Linked DNA regions of Mus musculus: all the other regions are linked to region 3. Evidence: chromatin contacts called from public HiChIP or PLAC-seq and promoter capture Hi-C data. All regions are on one chromosome and are shown on one strand. The core of a region is the stretch at or near the end of the contact, and the rest is flanking DNA. Distances in the headings are between cores, read along the strand shown.

Region 1 (3,919 bases), core at 420-2,919, 270 kb before region 3:
GTCCATGGGCTGCCTCTAAGCAGTCTCAGCCGTCCAGAAACACACCCTGCACAGGATGTAACACCCACAGGGCCTTGAGATCGGTTCCTCAGGCCTTGGCAAAGGCATGGCTTCCAAGGGAAGCTTAATTAGTGTCTGCGCAATGGGGCTTTCAACCCAGCGAAGCTCACCCTGGGAGTCACGTTAATACTACTAAACCGCTGCCATTCGCCGACTGTCAGCGAGCAGAGCACCATATATTACCTCATTTAATCCTCGCAAGGATGTGTAATGCCAGTGTTTTTGTGCCATTTGTAAGGGAAAAACCTAACATTTATATAGTTTGATACTTTGCCCAAGGCCACACTTAGCTAAAAAGCAGTTCAGTTAGAAACCCAACCCCAGTTTACTTGAGGCCAACATTTAACGCTTGTAATTTTCCATTGCATCATGGGAACTTGGGTGAGAGATTGACTGGACCGACCCTCGGTGATCCCACAGTCCATTCAGGTTTTTGAAAAAGTGACTGTGGGTGGTTCACTGGGTGGGGGAAGGCTGGTGACAGCTAGGCCTCAGGGGTCCCTGCAGAGGCACAACAGCTGCAGGGGCAACTGCGGACTATCCATTGCTGCCCGAGATTCAGTTCACGGGGAATCAGATACCAGGCTGGATCATTTGGACAAACACACATGTTCAGACAGACATGGCTCAGCTCCACGCTGATAAAGCTGCTTTCATTGTCAAAATGGGGGCAGGGGCTGGCTGCCCTCAGAGGCAACCTGCTATTCTCCTTGACTTCCAGACCACTCTTATCTCTGTATCTTCTTCCATCCTTGAGGCTCCTGACAGAGTGACATCCATGACAACTGATCCCAGGACTCATACCCCGAGCCAGCGCCCCACCCCCACCCCCACACTGTTCCCAGGGCAGGCAGGGTCCAGCCTGCCAATAGAAACCAGTGCCTGTGAAGTTCAAACCCAGTATGTGCAGCCACCCATATCCAGTGAACGGGGTGAAGTGCCGTTCTTGTCCTCTCTGTGACACGCAGCTCTGGGCTCCTTATGCTTAGCCCTGCCCTGGCCCTGGCCAGGAAGAAGCCACGTCAGTGGCCACAGGGGCCTCTAGGGAACTGGAAATAACTGCATTTGCAGCCTCCACCCGACCGACTCCCCACACAGGGCAGGGTGAATCTCAACTTTCTCTTATATGAAGGGGTACACTAGGAGTGAGGGCCATGCTTCTCATCTTAGTACTTGGGTAGCTGAGGCAGGAGGACTGCCTGAGTGTAAGTCCAGCCAGGGATGCAGAGTGAGACCCTGTCCTCCCCCTCCTCCTCCTTCAACAACAACAACTGAAGATACTGTCTGCCTGAGTAGGGAGACCCTGGGAATGGCGTTGACAGATGAGTCTATAGGGACTCGGGAAGTTTTCTTTCAGCTAAAATGCAAGTCTGTTAGTCCAAGTATACCTTCACCGCAAGGTCACAGGCCCTGTGTTAAGGACAGCGGACACCCTGCTCCTATGAGGTGAACAGAAGAGCAAGCTGATGCTGACGGGGCCCACAGGAAAATGATCTGCCCACCTGAGGGAGGGAGTTGGCCGTGAGCTGTAGTTTCTGCTGCAGTAGTGCACTCAACACCTGATTCTGCCGCTCCAGGTCAAACACCCTCTTCTTCAGTTTGATACACTCTTCCCGCAGGTCCTGTCCACCCAGGAAGGACAGGAAGCAAAGGTGAGGAGGCAGGAGAGGGACAGCGACTTCCCGCCCCCGCCAGCTGTGCTCACACCTACAGCCTCTGGGGATGAGCTCTCAAGGTTTGCTACCCTAATGAACTACGGTAAAGGCCAGTCTGTCATTTCCACCATTTCTGCAGCTGGCTTCCTCCCTCCTAGAAGCCATGTCAAAAGGGAGGGGCATCTAAGGCGTGGGAGAACCCTGACGTCTAAGTGGCCCGCATCACAGCGATCTGAAGAAAACACTTCAAGGCCATAGAGGCTCATGACGTTGGTAGTGTTTTGAAGGCGATAGAGAAATCAGCTGGGCTCCAGGTAAGAGAAGGCATTCTAGTCCAAATCAAAGTTCCCATGGTTCAGAGACCTGGCCTTAACAACTCACTCTGCTTCCTGGTAGAGAATAACGGGCCAATCAGAGGTAGTGGCATGGGCCAAGTGGGCCAATAGGGAGCTCCTCCTAGGCTACTCCGTGGTGGTAGAGACTTAGTTGAGCAGGTCTCTGGAGTCCCAGGGCTGTACCTCCTGTGTATACCCTGGGTCTATCCTGCAGCAGTTAGGTGGGTGTGAGACAGTCCTGAATCCACTCACCTTCTGGTTCAGTAGAGCCTGTACCACGTGGTTGGCAACCTGGGGACACAAAGTCCGGGAGCTGAGCTGGCGTTTTGCCCACCCACCCCTGTCCCCAGCCCTGTCCTTCGGCAAACCCCACAGACCTCATCCAGACAGCGTTCGTAAGTCTCCCGCTGGTTCTCATTGGCCTGCGCAAGCGCCGAGTTCTCTGCCTGTAGGGTGAGGTGGAAAGGGGAATCATTGAGGCTCATTTGTACCCTGGGAGCGAGGGTGGCAGAGTGGACAGGCTTTGCCCTGTCCATCAAACTCCTGGACCAGGGTTATCTGACCGTTTTACCTAGTAGCCTCTATGGATATCACTGTCCTTGGAACCAGTAGGGTCGTAAAGGTGGGGTGGGGGTGGGGAAGAGACACTCGTGGCATAGGACAGCTACGTACTCTTCACTGTCGCCCGAGCTGGAGAGTGAAGAGGAACCGGGGCTTCCCAGGGGAGCTTTAATAAAGAACCAACCGTCCAGCCCTCTCCTGCCTGGCAAGCCTTCTCCACACTGAGCTCAGCGGTGGGCAGCCCTGACTCCCCATGCCCCGCCCTGCCCTGCCTGCCACCGCGTACCTCCAGCTCCCGAAGTCGGTGCAGAAGCTCCTGGCAGGTGCTGAGCTCCATGCTGTCGTCCTCACCAGCCGATGCCCTCAGCTTTCCGGTGCCTCCGGCCGGCTGGTCCATGACCTTGGGAGTCAGGCTCTGGGAATGAGGCCTGGCAGGCTACTCCCAGGCAGACCAGGAACAGGCAAGGAGAGAAGGCAGGAGGAGGGTGACAAAACTCTCTAGTGACCTCTGCTATACTGGTGATAATGCAACAGCTCAAGGTTAGGCTGGGTGACTCTTGTTTATTCTTCCCATCCTGAGGCCGAGACTGTGCCTATAGGAACCCCAGCGCTCACACACACCCTGCATGGGGGCCTAGAGCCCGAATTTTTTACTGGTCAACCAGCTGCCCTGTGACTCAACGTCCCTGTTTAGAAAGTAACACCAACTTCAACTAATGTCACTCACTGTTGACACGTAAAACTTAAGTCTGCCAAGGGATATTTGTTTATTTATTTATACAAGACAGGGTTCCACTGTGTAACAAGTCCTGGCTGTCCTGGACTCACTCTGTAGACCAGTCTGGCCTTGAATTCACAGAGATCCCTCTACCTCCGTCTCCTGAGGACTGAAAGTGTGCAGCAACCACGCCAGGCACCAAGGGTATTTGAAAAGTAAAGATGGGCTCAACCTACGGCTCAGCAGGTAAGAGGGCTGCCTGCTCTTCCCGAGGATCCAGGTTCAATTCCCAGCACCCACACCACAGATATGCTTTGTCTCCTCTTGGACATACCATGAAGCATCCTTTGTGCCTCCCACACTCCCTCTTCTGGCTCCAAATGATCCAGGCACTCTGAGAGGGCTTAAAACACTGCCGCCGAGGTCCCAGTGGGCCAGGGGGCTTTGCACACTCTCTGCTGGTGCCTCTTGATGCCACCTGCCTCACAGCACGGCCAGGTCTTTCTATTGTTCCACAGGCTCTCGAGCTCTATTTGTGCTTGGTGTGCTGTTCTCAGCAGTTCTATAATGGTCCCCTCCACCCACCCCCT
Region 2 (4,198 bases), core at 87-2,586, 290 kb before region 3:
ATTTATTACACAAATACATATATGTAATACATGTATATAATGTGTGTATAATATATATGTGTGTGTGTAAGTGTACATATATACATATATGTAGATATTGATAACACTGAGTGCTGCTGGAAGTGTGGAGGAACATGCCCCTCACTGGTGACAGGAGGATGGTGCAGCCTCTGCAGCACTATTTGGCAGCTTCTTATAAACTCAAATTTAAATTAGACCTTGAACTCAGGTCCTCTGCAAGAGCAGTGTGTTCTTTTAACTGCTGAGTTATCTCTCTAACTCTTCTCTTCTCTTTTCTTTTCTTTTCTTTTCTTTTCTTTTCTTTTCTTCCTCTCTCTCTCTCTCTCTCTCTCTCTCTCTCTCTCTCTCTCTCTCTCTCTCTCTTATATTAGTGCTCTTATCTGCATGTCAGAAGAGGGCGTCAGATCCCATCACAGATGGATGCCAGTCACCATGTAGTTGCTGGGATTTGAACTCAGGACCTCTGGAAGAGTAGTCAGTGCTCTTAACCACTGAGCAACCTTTCCAGCCACTCCAGTTCCTTATTTTCATTTTGATACAAAGTCTCATATAGACCAGGCTAGCCTCAAACTCACTATGTAGCTAAGGATGACTTTGAACTTCTGATCTTCCTGCCCCCTTCTGGCCAGTTCTGGAATTACAGGCACTTGCCACCTCATCTCGGTTTTTTTTTTTTTTTTATGCAGGGTTGGAAACTGAACCCAGGTCAGGCTTTGTGCATTTTAGGCAGGGGTTCTACCTCGTGAACACAGCTCCAGTTTTAGTTCTAATTAGCCCCAAACTGGGAACAATTCAGTTATTCTTCCATTGTTGACTGAATAAACCATCTGCACATCTTCAGTGTGGAAATTAACCATGTCATACGCAACAACTCAGATGCGTCCGAAGGCATTTCTGTCCTGTGGTTTCCAGAAAGTGAGGGCACTTGGGAGGGGAAAGCAGAGGGACAGAATCTCACCACTTGAGCCCCCTCCCCCCCCCACCCCCCATACACACGCTGGTCCACAACGCCATTCACATTCAGTGTCCACTACAGGCTGCCCGGTGCTTCCCACCTATTGGGTGCCCTGTGAATGTTTGTTGTAGACTCGACAGGGATGAAGGACAGATATGGGCTGGTCACCCGCTGATGTCATGCCTTCACGAGAGTTTGCTCAGAGTAGTTCAGCTGCCTTGACAGCCCGTCTACGTTGAAACTGGTAGTAGGAAATGTGTCTCCCGGAAAGCAAGGCTGATGGGGAGAACTGGCAGGGATGGACAGGGTATTCATATTCTCTGGCTTCACCCAAGGCTTACCAAAGCTGTCAAGAGGTGGAGGACACCCTGTATTTCTTCTTATAGCCACACGAGGGCAGTGTAGCCCCGCAAACCGTGAAGCTGCCTCCCATGCGCCATCTACTGGCAACATTTTCTCAAGTGGAGGGAAAGGAGTTTTTTTTTGTTTGTTTGTTTGGTTTTTTTTTTTTTCTTGCTTAAAGAATGAAAGGCTTGATATGGCAACCCAACACTTTCAGACATGGAGAGGCCACAGTAGGGACAGGAAGATTGTCATGAACTCAAGGCTATCCTCAGCTACATAGTGAGACGCTGTTTCAAAACAAAACAAAACAAAACAAACAAAAGATAAATTTAATTTCTTGATGGCTCTTCCACCCTAAGACTCTAGCTGCTTTCCCTCGGCCCACACAGTTGCTCCTCCTCCACATATCACTTTGAGATACCCCACCCCCACTCCACCCCACCCCCCACGCTCCCCTTGACAGCTCTTACCTCTGCCTCATTTCATTGGCATGAGATGGGCAAGACTCCACCGCTAACAACACACCTCATCCTTCTGGCTCACCACCCAGTCTCTCCTCACCCGCACTTTGCTTGTTGGGGTGATGGATGAGGGTGGGGTGGGTAGGGTGGGAGCCCAGCCTAAGCTTTCTTTTCTTCCATCCTCTCCTTCTTCATTTTTTCTTTTCTTTTCTTTTCTTTTCTTTTCTTTTCTTTTCTTTTCTTTTCTTTTCTTCTCTTCTCTTCTCTTCTCTTCTCTTCTCTTCTCTTTTTCTTTCCTTCTTTCTTCTTCTTTCCTTCCCTTTCTTTCTTTCTTTCTTTCTTTCTTTCTTTCTTTCCTTCTTTCTTTCTTTCCTTCTTTCTTTCTTTCTTTCCTTCCTTCCTTCCTTCCTTCCTTCTTTCTTTCTTTTTTTTTTTTCTGAGACAGGGTTTCTCTGTGTAGCCCTGGCTGTCCTGGAACTCACTTTGTAGACCAGGCTGGCCTTGAACTCAGAAATCTGCTTGCCTCTGCCTCCTGAGTGCTGGGATTAAAGGCTTGTTCCATCACGCCCGGCTTCCTTCTTCATTTTTCAAACTCAGGACTTTGTTGCTAAACAAACGTCCTACCACTGAGTGACTACCCCAATATGTGTGTGTGTGTGTGTGTGTGTGTGTGTGTGCTCCTCGTGGGTGTAGGTGCTTAGAGAGGCTAGAGGTGTCAGATTCCCCAGAGATGGAGTCATCCAGCGTGTGTACCAGACTTACTGAGTCTCCTGGAAGAGACTCTTCAGTCTGCACTACTGACCCAGCTCTCGGGCCCTGGTGGTAGGTGGGGCGGGGTGGGGTGGGGCGGGGTCTTGCTCTGGCTTTGTAGTTGTGGCTGGCTTGGAACTCTCCGTCCTCTCACTTCAGTCCCCCCAGTGTTATCTGGTGTCGTTTTGAGTGTGCTCTGGAGCCGGCGTGTCTGGGCTTGAATCACGGCTGATCTATACACAGGCTTTAACGTTTTAAACGTTCTGGCTCTCCCTACCCTATCAGACCCGGGTAACAGGATCACCCACATGAAGAGGTTGTATAGAGGATTAGCTGAGTATCCACACACATGGCCGCCCGAGGTAGTGCTGGCGCACTGTCAAGGGTGAGTGTTCTTATGTATTATCCCTGGAGCCAGAGATCACCGCCACTGGCCCTCCACTCGCCACCCCAGTTCCCCCATCAGCAATGCTTCCCTTGGGTTAAGCCTACAACTTTCCTTTTCTCGACCTGAAACCAGTGTGTGCCCCTGCTATACTCTCTCACAAAAACCCATTTTCTCTGAAGTCTGGTGTCAGAGACGCCCATCCTCCGTCCTCCACTGGCTCCAGCCCCGTGAAGATGGGATGGAAGTATCCCCAAAACTCCATCTGTGGTGACCCCCCCACATCCTCTACCCTTAAGGGATGAAATCAAAGGCTTAAAGTGTCTGCTGGGCAAACTGTAAACATGGCTGCCCCTGAGGTGGCAGAGTGACAAGATGATACCACACTGGAAACATTCACACAAGCCATCGCTTCAGAAACACAACTTAGTGATACACACCTGTGAGCCTCACACTGGTGAAGCAGAGGCAGGGGAATGGCAAGTCTGAGTCAGGCCTGAGCTACATAGCACGACTGTGTCTCAAAAAACTAATAAGCATCCAAACTAAAGTCTTAAAAATACTAAGACCACATTACTTTCTTTTCTCTTTTGGACAGGGTCTTACTGTGTAGCCCTGACTGTCCTGGAACTTGTGAGGTAGACCAGGGATTAGAGGTGTAGACCACCACAGCCCTGGAACTCACTCTGTAGACCAGGCTGGCCTCGAACTCAGAAATCTGCCTGCCTCTGCCTCCCAAGTGCTGGGATTAAAAGTGTGCACCACTATGCCTGGCTTCTATATATTTCTTATAAATATATATTATATTTTTTATTTAGATATTATTTATTTTATGTGAGTACACTGTCACTGTCTTCACAAACCAGAAGAGGACATCAGACCCCATTACGGATGGTTGTGAGCCACAGTGTGGTTGCTGCGAGAATTGAACTCAGGACCTCTGGAAGAGCAATGCTCTTAACCACTGAGCCATCCATCTGTCCAGCCCCATATATTCTTATAAAACATATATACTTACATATTTTATTTTAATTAAATATATTTATGTGTGAGCAAGTACGTAGCACACAGAAGTCAGAGGACAACCGATGGCTGTCTGCTCTCTCCTTCCACCATGTGGGCCTGGAGAAGTGAGTCAGGCTTGGTGGCAAGGGCCTTTTACCCCTGAGTCTGTACAGGGGTCTGACTGTTTTTGAAACAGGGTCTTCTGTAGCTGAGGCTACTACATTCTGCAGCTCAGGAAGGCCTGGCCTCCTGCCTCCCAGATGCTGATGCCAAAGT
Region 3 (3,990 bases), core at 1,227-3,726:
CCAAAGCTGCTGGAGAGAGATCCCAAGAGGCAACCCTCTGTGACATCCCCCAGAAGACCTGGCTGGTTAGCGCCCGGCTCAGGGAGAGGGGCACGGCCGCCTGACCTCACTGGCTTCTCTCTCAGAGGCCTTTGCAGAAGGCCACATCCATAAATTTTCTTATGGAACAATCCCAAGTCCTCTTCCCCGACGTCATCCGCTTCTCTCGGCAACCTCATCTGCATTTTCTATTTCTATATGATACAGACTCTATATTACTATAACCTTGTATATACTCCCCTCCGGCCCTGTTTGTCTCCCCCTCCATTCCCTCTTGTCTCCAAGAACCGCCCTCCCGCCCCTAGTTCTCCCTTCTGTCTCTCCCCCATTCTCCTGTCTCTGAATGCCTTTGCCCGTATAAAGAGCTGGATTCTCCCCTGGTGTCTGTACTGTACTGTGTACACACATCCCTCTGAGAAGCACAAGGAGATGACACGCGCATTGTAACCTTCGCACTGTCTCGGTGGCGACATAAAGGAAGCTGTGAATTACAAGCTCTGCCTCTTTCTGGCCTCGCCCTTTGCCCCCACGACCGGGGCACCCTCTGCCCTCCCCACAGCCTTAACATACCCTCTACCTTGCTCCACCTATCCCAGTGCCCTTTGCCTGGCTGACTGTGGCCTCCCTGAGGGAAGTGACTGCTGGAGAGGTAGCTCCTACCCAGGAATGGAGGACACTAAGCGGAGAGAGTTACAGACGGGAGGTGGGGAGGGAGGCTGGGGATTGGTGACTCCCTCTTGCAGCTGGGCGGTGGGTACCCACAGCCAGAAGCCGGAGCCCTGACTCAGTGGCCTTTCTTTCTTCGGGGTGCCCAGGGCCCAGTCCTCACCTTGATGCCCAGGCCCACCGCTTGCATTTTCTGGTGAGTCAGGGCGTGGTCACATGAGGAAAGAGATTGGCCTAGAGCAGAAGTTGAAAGACGTGCTGTTGTGTGTCCCTACCCTAAGGGGGCCACAAGGTGAGGTAGAGGGCCTCCTCAACCAGACACCCTTCCCAGGCCAGCTCTCCAATCTCATTCCTGGCCTTCTCTGTCCCCACTGTCTCTTGGTCTCTAATCCCAAAACAGGACTTATGGGCAGATCACCTGTGTACGTTGGCCTGGAGCCAGAGAGCAAGGCTTTGGCATCTTTGAGACCTCTTGGTTCTCAAGAGTTGTTTAGAGATCAGAACTCCCCAGAAAGAAACAGGGCAAAGCTGAGAAATGTACACTGGCTGGGGGGGCAGCAGGAGGGGCTCTGGGTGACGCATGCCTCTGGTCTAATAAACTGGGTTTCAACCATCTCTTCAGTGTTGGTTTTCTGTTTGTTGTTTGGTTTGTTTTGAGACAGGGTTTCTCTGTGTAGCCCTGGCTGTCCTGGAACGGCTCTGTAGTCCAGGCTGGCCTCGAACTCTCACAGAGATCCTCCTGCCTCCCAAAATGCTGGGATTAAAAGCCTGAGCTGCCATTATCCTGCCCAGTGCTGTTTTTAGTTGCAAACTGTGGGTGTTACCTTTAGAATGGAGCTTGCCTTGAGAGCCACACAACTAGAGTAAGGGAATTTGAGTGGTAGCCCGGTGTGGTGGTTATACCTGTAATTCCAGCAGGTAGGAGATGGAGCAGCTATCTTCCATTACACAGTGAGTTTAACGCTAGATTGGGCTACACCAGACCCTACATACTTGATCAGGTAAACACTGATCCTGCTGGGAAAAGACAGGCTCAGGATTCGTCTGATCACTGGGCAGGGGACCAGCAGTTATCTATGGCAACAAATATCCAGGACTCTTTGGAGAAAAGTCACGGGAAAAAACGCATCAAAATCTTAAGTTAAACGTCTGAGGTGAAGGGTCCCGAGCCTTCTCTGTGTATCCCTGGCTGTCCTGGAACTCACTCTGTAGACCAGGCTGGCCTCGAACTCAGAAATCCGCCTGCCTCTGCCTCCCAAGTGCTGGGATTAAAGGCGTGCGCCACCACGGCCCGGCATGGGTTTTCTCTTGCTGATTTGTCTTTGCCACGACATTGATCTCCTTCGAGTTCTACTTTTCCCGAACGAACAAACAGCACGTTTTCCTCTTTAGTACCCGGAGTCTGAGCAGTAGGAGAACGAAAAGCAAGGCAACCAGAATGCTTTGGAGAGGTAAATGCACTGGGCCAAGGTGAAGCATCACTCCAGCCGCCAGCCGGATGGGCTGGGCTCTCTGCAAGGCTTTTTACCGTCCTCCAACCGCGTGGAGGCGCTCGCTCCCGGCACCTCTTTATCCGCACACCGCTTCTCTATGGTGCTCCCTCCTGGCCCGTGAAGGCGGGAGGGAGTGGTCAGCACGCCTTTCCCGCTAGTCGCCCCCTCTAGCCCGTAGTCTCGCTGCTCCGAGCCGCCTGTGCCCGCCGGCGGGCCGGGCCCACAAACAGCCCAGGCGCTCGGGGGGCGCGCGGGGGGCGGGGGGAGTTCCGGTTCCGGTTCTTTGTGCAGCTGCAGCGGCGGCTCCGGGAAGATGGCGGCCCGGGCGGGTTTCCAGTCTGTGGCTCCGAGCGGCGGCGCGGGAGCCTCAGGAGGAGCGGGCGTGGCGGCTGCTCTGGGCCCGGGCGGAACTCCCGGGCCTCCCGTGCGAATGGGCCCGGCGCCGGGTCAAGGGCTGTACCGCTCTCCGATGCCCGGGGCGGCCTATCCGGTGAGTGGGACAGGAGGAGGGGCGCGCGGGCCGGGGGCGGGGCCGAGCGAGGGCGGAGGACTGACAGGGGTGAGGGAGAAGTGGGAGGGACTCCCTGGGGAGGGGCTCGGGCCGGGAGTGGAGGTGTGTGGGGGGGGAGGAGGTTAGCATCCTTACCTGCTCCTGGCGGCATTGTTTCCATGTGAGGAGTGAGTGTGGAACCAGGGTGGGCGAAGTGGGCCCTGGGATGGTCATGGAATGCAGAGGGGAGTGGGCAGCCCCCGTGTCCCCAGGAATACCCAGGCTGTTATAGCTGCAAATGGAGGTCAGCTTTAGAGGAGACAGTAGCTAGTAAAAAAAGAAATGTAGGGCTGACTAGACATGTCTGGTGAGTCAGATCCAGCATAGACCAGAAAAATTGAGTATAATCTAGTTTTTAGACTATATGCAATGAAATCACTGAAGGTCCAGTGACTGTATTTCAAAGAAGCAAAGGACTGTCTTGTTGTCCCCCCACCCCACCCCCAGCCCTAACCCACTCCTGAAATCCAGGCTGCCACCATTTTTCCTTTCTTGGTGGGGCTAGCAAGGAAAAGTATGACATTTCTGGGTCCTCTCCCTTCTGTAGAGACCAGGTATGCTGCCAGGTAGCCGAATGACACCTCAGGGACCTTCCATGGGACCTCCTGGCTATGGGGGGAACCCTTCAGTCCGACCTGGTCTGGCCCAGTCAGGGATGGACCAGTCCCGCAAGAGACCTGCACCTCAACAGATCCAGCAGGTCCAGCAGCAGGCGGTCCAAAATCGAAATCACAAGTAAGATGACCCCTGGGGGTGAAGGAAAGAAGGGTATGGGGGAGAGGAGGCCTGTGAGGATGCTGGTGGTGGGCATGCAGAACCAGGAAGTCAGCGCTGTGGCACCAAACGGTGCTGCAGGGACTAACAGGGCCTCATGATGCAGTGGAGTTTTGGTGGTCATGGGAGAGGTAGCGTCTTTAAATGGAGAGTCATTTCGTAGGCCTTGGCTGTAACCATAAACAAAGGTGCTCACAACACTGCTCACGTTCTGACTAGTTCCTATCCCAACCTGATCACAGTATTTATTCTGAACAGTGCAAAGAAAAAGAAGATGGCTGACAAAATCCTACCTCAAAGGGTGAGTGCAGCTGCAGAGGTCTCCTTGAAGGGGTAGTGGCTTTGAGAATAGAAGTGGTCAGAACGAGGGCTGCCCCATCCCATCTCTGTCTTTCTGTTCCTAAGATTCGGGAACTGGTCCCAGAATCACAGGCCTACATGGATCTCCTGGCTTTTGAAAGGAAACTG
Region 4 (3,905 bases), core at 411-2,910, 450 kb before region 3:
AGATCCCATCCGGGCTCAGACCTCCTGGTGCCACGGGTCATGGGGTGCAGCACAGGTGCTCAGGTCAGGCTGATGAGGCCGACACACGGGGTGGGCTCTGAGCATAACTGCTCCCTTGGCTATCAAAATGCATTGTGCCAAAGAGCAGAAGCTCCACAGCAACTGAGGCAATTGTGGCTCTGCCGAGAGGCACATGGGTGGTGCTGGCCCAGGGGAGGGGGGTGGTAGGTGGCATTGCCGGGCCAAGACCGAGAGACACTCGTGCAAGGCAAGGGGTAGAGTCAGAGGCTGCCTGGCGCCCGAGAGCTTGGGGAGATGGCCGGGCCTCACACTACCTTTGTCCATCCTCTCACAGTCCCAAAGCCTCCGGCTCCAAACCACAGGGCTAGGAGGAAGGGTCCCACAGGCTCATCCAAGGGTTCTGACCAAGCGAGCTTGGATGCTGAGAAGAGAGTCTGGGAAGGAGAGGTAAGGCTCCCTCAGGCTCGGGTTTCCAACAGGCCAAACCTACTGACTGACCAATCCCTTATCCTCGTGCACTCGTGCACCCTGTCTGAGGTAGTGGGAAGAGGCAAAAGAGCTCTACTCTCAATTGCACCTAACCATTAGTAGCTATTACCTGGTCTGATGGCTCTGACAGTTAATCCCAGCATGTGGAGGCGGAGGTAGAGGTAGAGGTAGAGGTAGAGGTAGAGGTAGAGGTAGAGGTAGAGGTAGAGGTAGAGGCAGGTGGATCTCTGTTGACTTTAAGGCCAGCCTCGTCTACAGAGCAAGCCAGGGCTATCTATATAATGGTGAGCCTCTGCTCCAAACAATAAAAACAAAAAATATAAGTAGCTATGTGGGAGTCACTGAGGCCTTTGTGTGAATGATAAAAAGATGTGGGAAAAAACGTATTAGGCTCAGAGATCTCTCTTAATTTTACCAGTGAATCCTAAATTAAGCATTTGGAACGTTAACCAGAAAGGGTCAAGGGATTCCTGACTCATTTGTTTTCCTTTGCCTGTCTACTCAAATCAGCAGCACCAGCCTGCCCCCAGGCCACAGCCTGGGAAGGTAGATGGAATCCCACTATCTCGCTACCCTTTTGCTTTCCCTTCCATTTGCAGCTTTTACTAAAGCGGGTGGTTCCTTCGGACGATTCAAACGTGGTTTGGGAACTGTATGAATACCCAGCGCTTTGGCAGCCCCGCCCCTCCTGACTCCGGCGTCTCGTAGAGCAAAGTTCTGGCTCTGCCTTTAAGGACGCTCCACGACCAGCTCCGTGGGTACCACAGAAGGGGGGTGCAGGTGTCCAGTCCCACGAGCAACTAAGGCAAAGTGCTTGCCCTCCTTCCCTTCCCTCCTCCCGACAGGGCACCCCCAAGGTGAGGGATCAGTGCAGGTCTGTTTCAGGGACTCTGGGGAGCAGTGGTAATTTAGTCAACTCTTCGGCTCCATACTACTGCATCGATCTCGCCATCTGGCTCTGAGGCCCACAGGCCGGTGGTAGCGAACCAGGACCAACTCCCAGACAATTCTCATCCCACCTCAAGCATGCCACCTGTGCGCATGCGTAACACCGCAGGCCAGAGCCTGGCCTGATCGGACTTACGCATGCGCAGATTTTTCGGGGCGATACCGGGGCGGGGCCCCAAATCTTGTTGTGGGGTTGTGCCCCGAGGCACGTTGGGAAACTCCACTTCACCCTCCAGGTCTACTCAGAACACTAGGAGACGAGTCGCGGGGTCTCACCATTCCTAGGCTGCCAGCTCCAACAATTTCTCCGCGGCGACGGCAGGAGCCGCAGGGCCAAAGCCGGCTTCCGTGAGACACATCTACTTCCGGGTTGCGAACGAAGGGTTGGACGATCTCTTCCGGTTCGTCCTGGACCCGTAAGTGGAAGGGGCGTGGCCGTGCGCCTTAGTGGAAACCATTTTGCGGGGAGCCGGAAATACAGCTTTCCCGGTTGGCAGAAGCGCTTAGGGAGGCACCAGGCAGTGTTAATTATAGGAACCGCGGAGGTTTCCGTGTTGGAAAACGCAGCGGGAGGGCGGGGCTTGTGCTGAGACCCCGCCCAGGCGACGCTGGGAGGGGCGGGGCCGCCGTGCATTCGTAATTAGCACTAACCTTGGTAGGTCTCTCTGGACCAAATCTTGTATTGTTTTATCTGCCAGTGTTTTCAGATAAGGGATTCGGTCAGGCTCTTTGCTAAGCACAGGACTGGAGGAACATGTTGGAGAGTTTGCTCTAACTGTGGCGTACAGTACGATCCCGAAAATTCCTGTCTAAGGGGGAGATGCAGGATGGTGGCCGCGTTCCTAAGGAAACACTCCTTAGAAGGAGCGGCGCCAGTTGCTTACGCCAGAAGAACTCCATCTAGACTGCTGGGGTCAGTCGTGGGTAGCCAGCAAACCAACCGAATCCTTTTCAGAGGACAGTGTTCCCTGAGGAAACTGTTTTGAAAGAAAGAACTAGTTCCCAGAGAACAGGAGACGTCCAGACTTTGGGGCCGTGAGAGATGCCCGGGAAAGCTAGGGAGACTGGGCTCTAATAGCTCTTTCATGCCTTCTTTGAGGGGCACAAAAGTGGAGCAGCTCTGGCTGGAGGAGCTTCCGGGAAGAGCGTTTGCCCAGCGTGCCTGACATCCTGAACTTAAGTGTCAAATGGACGACCCTGACAAGTTGCAAGTCTTCTCTTCATAATATACTGTTACTTATTTAACGAGCATGTATTTGCTTTATCGCTCCCAAAACAAAGTTTTCTGGTATACAGTGTGCTTGTTAGAGGTTTGTCAACTTGAAACTAGCTAGAATCTTCGCGCTCAGTTGAGAAAATGCCTCCTTCAGACTGGTTGGTAGGCAAGTCTGGGGTGTGTTTTCTTGTTTGGATAGATGTGGGAGGTCTAAGCAGTGCCTGCCTTGAGGTTCTTGCCCCAACTTTCCTCGGTAATAGACAGTGACTTGAAAGTTATGAGATGAGGGGCTGGTGAGATGGCTCAGTGGGTAAGAGCACCCGACTGCTCTTCCAAAGGTCTGGAGTTCAAATCCCAGCAACCACGTGGTGGCTCACAACCATCCATAACGAGATCTGACTCCCTCTTCTGGAGTGTCTGAAGACAGCTACAGTGTACTTACATATAACCAATAAATAAATCTTAAAAAAAAAAAAAGAAAGTTATGAGATGAAATAGACCCTTTGCTTCCCAGGTCGCCTTTAGTTACAGTGTTTTGATCACAGCAATTAAAAACAAACTAGGACACAGTCTGGTGGGTTGTGCAAAATATAGTGTGGTTTAGTATCTATACAGATGACAATTAATTGGGCTTTCTTCTTTAAAGAGTTTTTGTTTGTTTGTTTGTTTGTTTTTAAGTAGGAGTGAAATACTTGTTGCTTATCAGGCAAGTTCTGTCCCACCAAGCCACATGGACAGCCCTAACAAGGGATCGTTTGGTAAAGAGCTGGATGGGTACTGTTCAATGTTTGTTAGATGTTTTTCTCCTAGGAAAGGCAAACCCTTAAAGAAGGAAACCCTGAAAGAAGAAAGGGTTATTTTAGCTCACAGGGTTTTTGGGGGTGTGAGGGGGACAAACATCATGGCAGGAAAGGCATGGTGGCAGGAGTGTGGGGTGATTGCTCACGCTGTGTCCAGAACTTGGAAGTGCAGAGAGATGAAGTATTGGTGTTCTGCCTGCTTTCTCCTTTCTGTTCAGTCTGTAGCCCTAGCCCAAGGTCACTCGAAATTAGGGTGTGTCTCCCATCTAAGTTAAACCTCCAGAAATAGCTTCACAGATGTCTTGTGACTCTAAATGAGGTTAAGCGGACAAGATCACAAGCCCACCTGATGTCCAGGCATACCACATTTATGTCGGTGGCATCCATCAGCTGCTGGTGCCACTGGAGCATAGCGATCACCGGTCTTTCTT

The links. HiChIP or PLAC-seq counts read pairs in DNA pulled down with a chosen protein or histone mark. Capture Hi-C pulls out chosen DNA fragments and counts their contacts.
Region 1: a contact with region 3 is called in a promoter capture Hi-C map of liver, with 2.0 times the contacts expected there. The contact joins the promoter of Nckap5los here to the promoter of Smarcd1 in region 3. A contact is called at or near these places in 19 of 39 promoter capture datasets (the 3T3-L1 cell line, 3T3-L1-derived adipocytes, the C10 cell line and 14 more), 3 of 484 Hi-C or Micro-C datasets (embryonic stem cells, extraembryonic endoderm stem cells and frontal cortex), 4 of 115 datasets of contacts at active chromatin or transcription factors (embryonic stem cells, forebrain and stem cell-derived neural progenitor cells) and 4 of 9 other capture datasets (adipose tissue, embryonic stem cells, liver and 1 more).
Region 2: an H3K4me3 HiChIP or PLAC-seq map of embryonic stem cells shows a contact between it and region 3, with 26 read pairs. The contact joins the enhancer-like site here to the promoter of Smarcd1 in region 3. A contact is called at or near these places in 3 of 39 promoter capture datasets (the 3T3-L1 cell line, 3T3-L1-derived adipocytes and neural stem cells), 1 of 15 datasets of contacts at CTCF or cohesin (embryonic stem cells), 30 of 484 Hi-C or Micro-C datasets (the 3T3-L1 cell line, the AML12 cell line, B cells and 19 more), 8 of 115 datasets of contacts at active chromatin or transcription factors (the NIH/3T3 cell line, embryonic forebrain, embryonic stem cells and 4 more) and 4 of 9 other capture datasets (adipose tissue, embryonic stem cells, liver and 1 more).
Region 4: a promoter capture Hi-C map of liver shows a contact between it and region 3. The contact joins the promoter of 1700120C14Rik here to the promoter of Smarcd1 in region 3. A contact is called at or near these places in 1 of 115 datasets of contacts at active chromatin or transcription factors (pancreatic cancer cells) and 2 of 9 other capture datasets (liver and pancreatic islet).

The regions. Positions count from the first base shown.
Region 1 is chr15:99,431,143-99,435,061 of GRCm38.p6, forward strand. Nckap5los (a long non-coding RNA gene) reads left to right here and starts at 1,670. Exons shown (of 5, transcript XR_003951477.1): 1 at 1,670-1,712; 2 at 1,855-3,575. It overlaps Nckap5l (NCK-associated protein 5-like), which reads right to left. Exons shown (of 13, transcript NM_001001884.1): 3 at 2,898-3,047; 4 at 2,428-2,496; 5 at 2,303-2,341; 6 at 1,563-1,682. The coding sequence starts at 3,008.
Region 2 is chr15:99,415,340-99,419,537 of GRCm38.p6, forward strand. No RefSeq gene overlaps it. Among named protein-coding and RNA genes, the nearest start is that of Nckap5los, 15 kb to the right of the region's middle. Within about 2 kb of position 1,337, at least 66 of the 459 cell types and tissues checked have an H3K27ac peak or open chromatin away from gene starts, as enhancers often do. A contact at or near this core is called in the AML12 cell line, the CH12 cell line, the NIH/3T3 cell line and 8 more, where this site is marked.
Region 3 is chr15:99,699,811-99,703,800 of GRCm38.p6, forward strand. It overlaps Smarcd1 (SWI/SNF related, matrix associated, actin dependent regulator of chromatin, subfamily d, member 1), which reads left to right and starts at 2,477. Exons shown (of 13, transcript NM_031842.2): 1 at 2,477-2,688; 2 at 3,296-3,483; 3 at 3,781-3,823; 4 at 3,928-3,990. The coding sequence starts at 2,512. It overlaps Asic1 (acid-sensing (proton-gated) ion channel 1), which reads left to right. Exons shown (of 12, transcript NM_009597.2): 12 at 1-1,320. It overlaps Gm34939 (predicted gene, 34939), which reads right to left. Exons shown (of 3, transcript NR_168656.1): 1 at 3,816-3,990; 2 at 3,432-3,692; 3 at 1,597-2,980.
Region 4 is chr15:99,250,128-99,254,032 of GRCm38.p6, forward strand. 1700120C14Rik (RIKEN cDNA 1700120C14 gene) reads left to right here and starts at 1,661. Exons shown (of 3, transcript NR_045627.2): 1 at 1,661-1,874. It overlaps Mcrs1 (microspherule protein 1), which reads right to left and starts at 1,834. Exons shown (of 15, transcript NM_016766.3): 1 at 1,735-1,834; 2 at 336-455. The coding sequence starts at 345.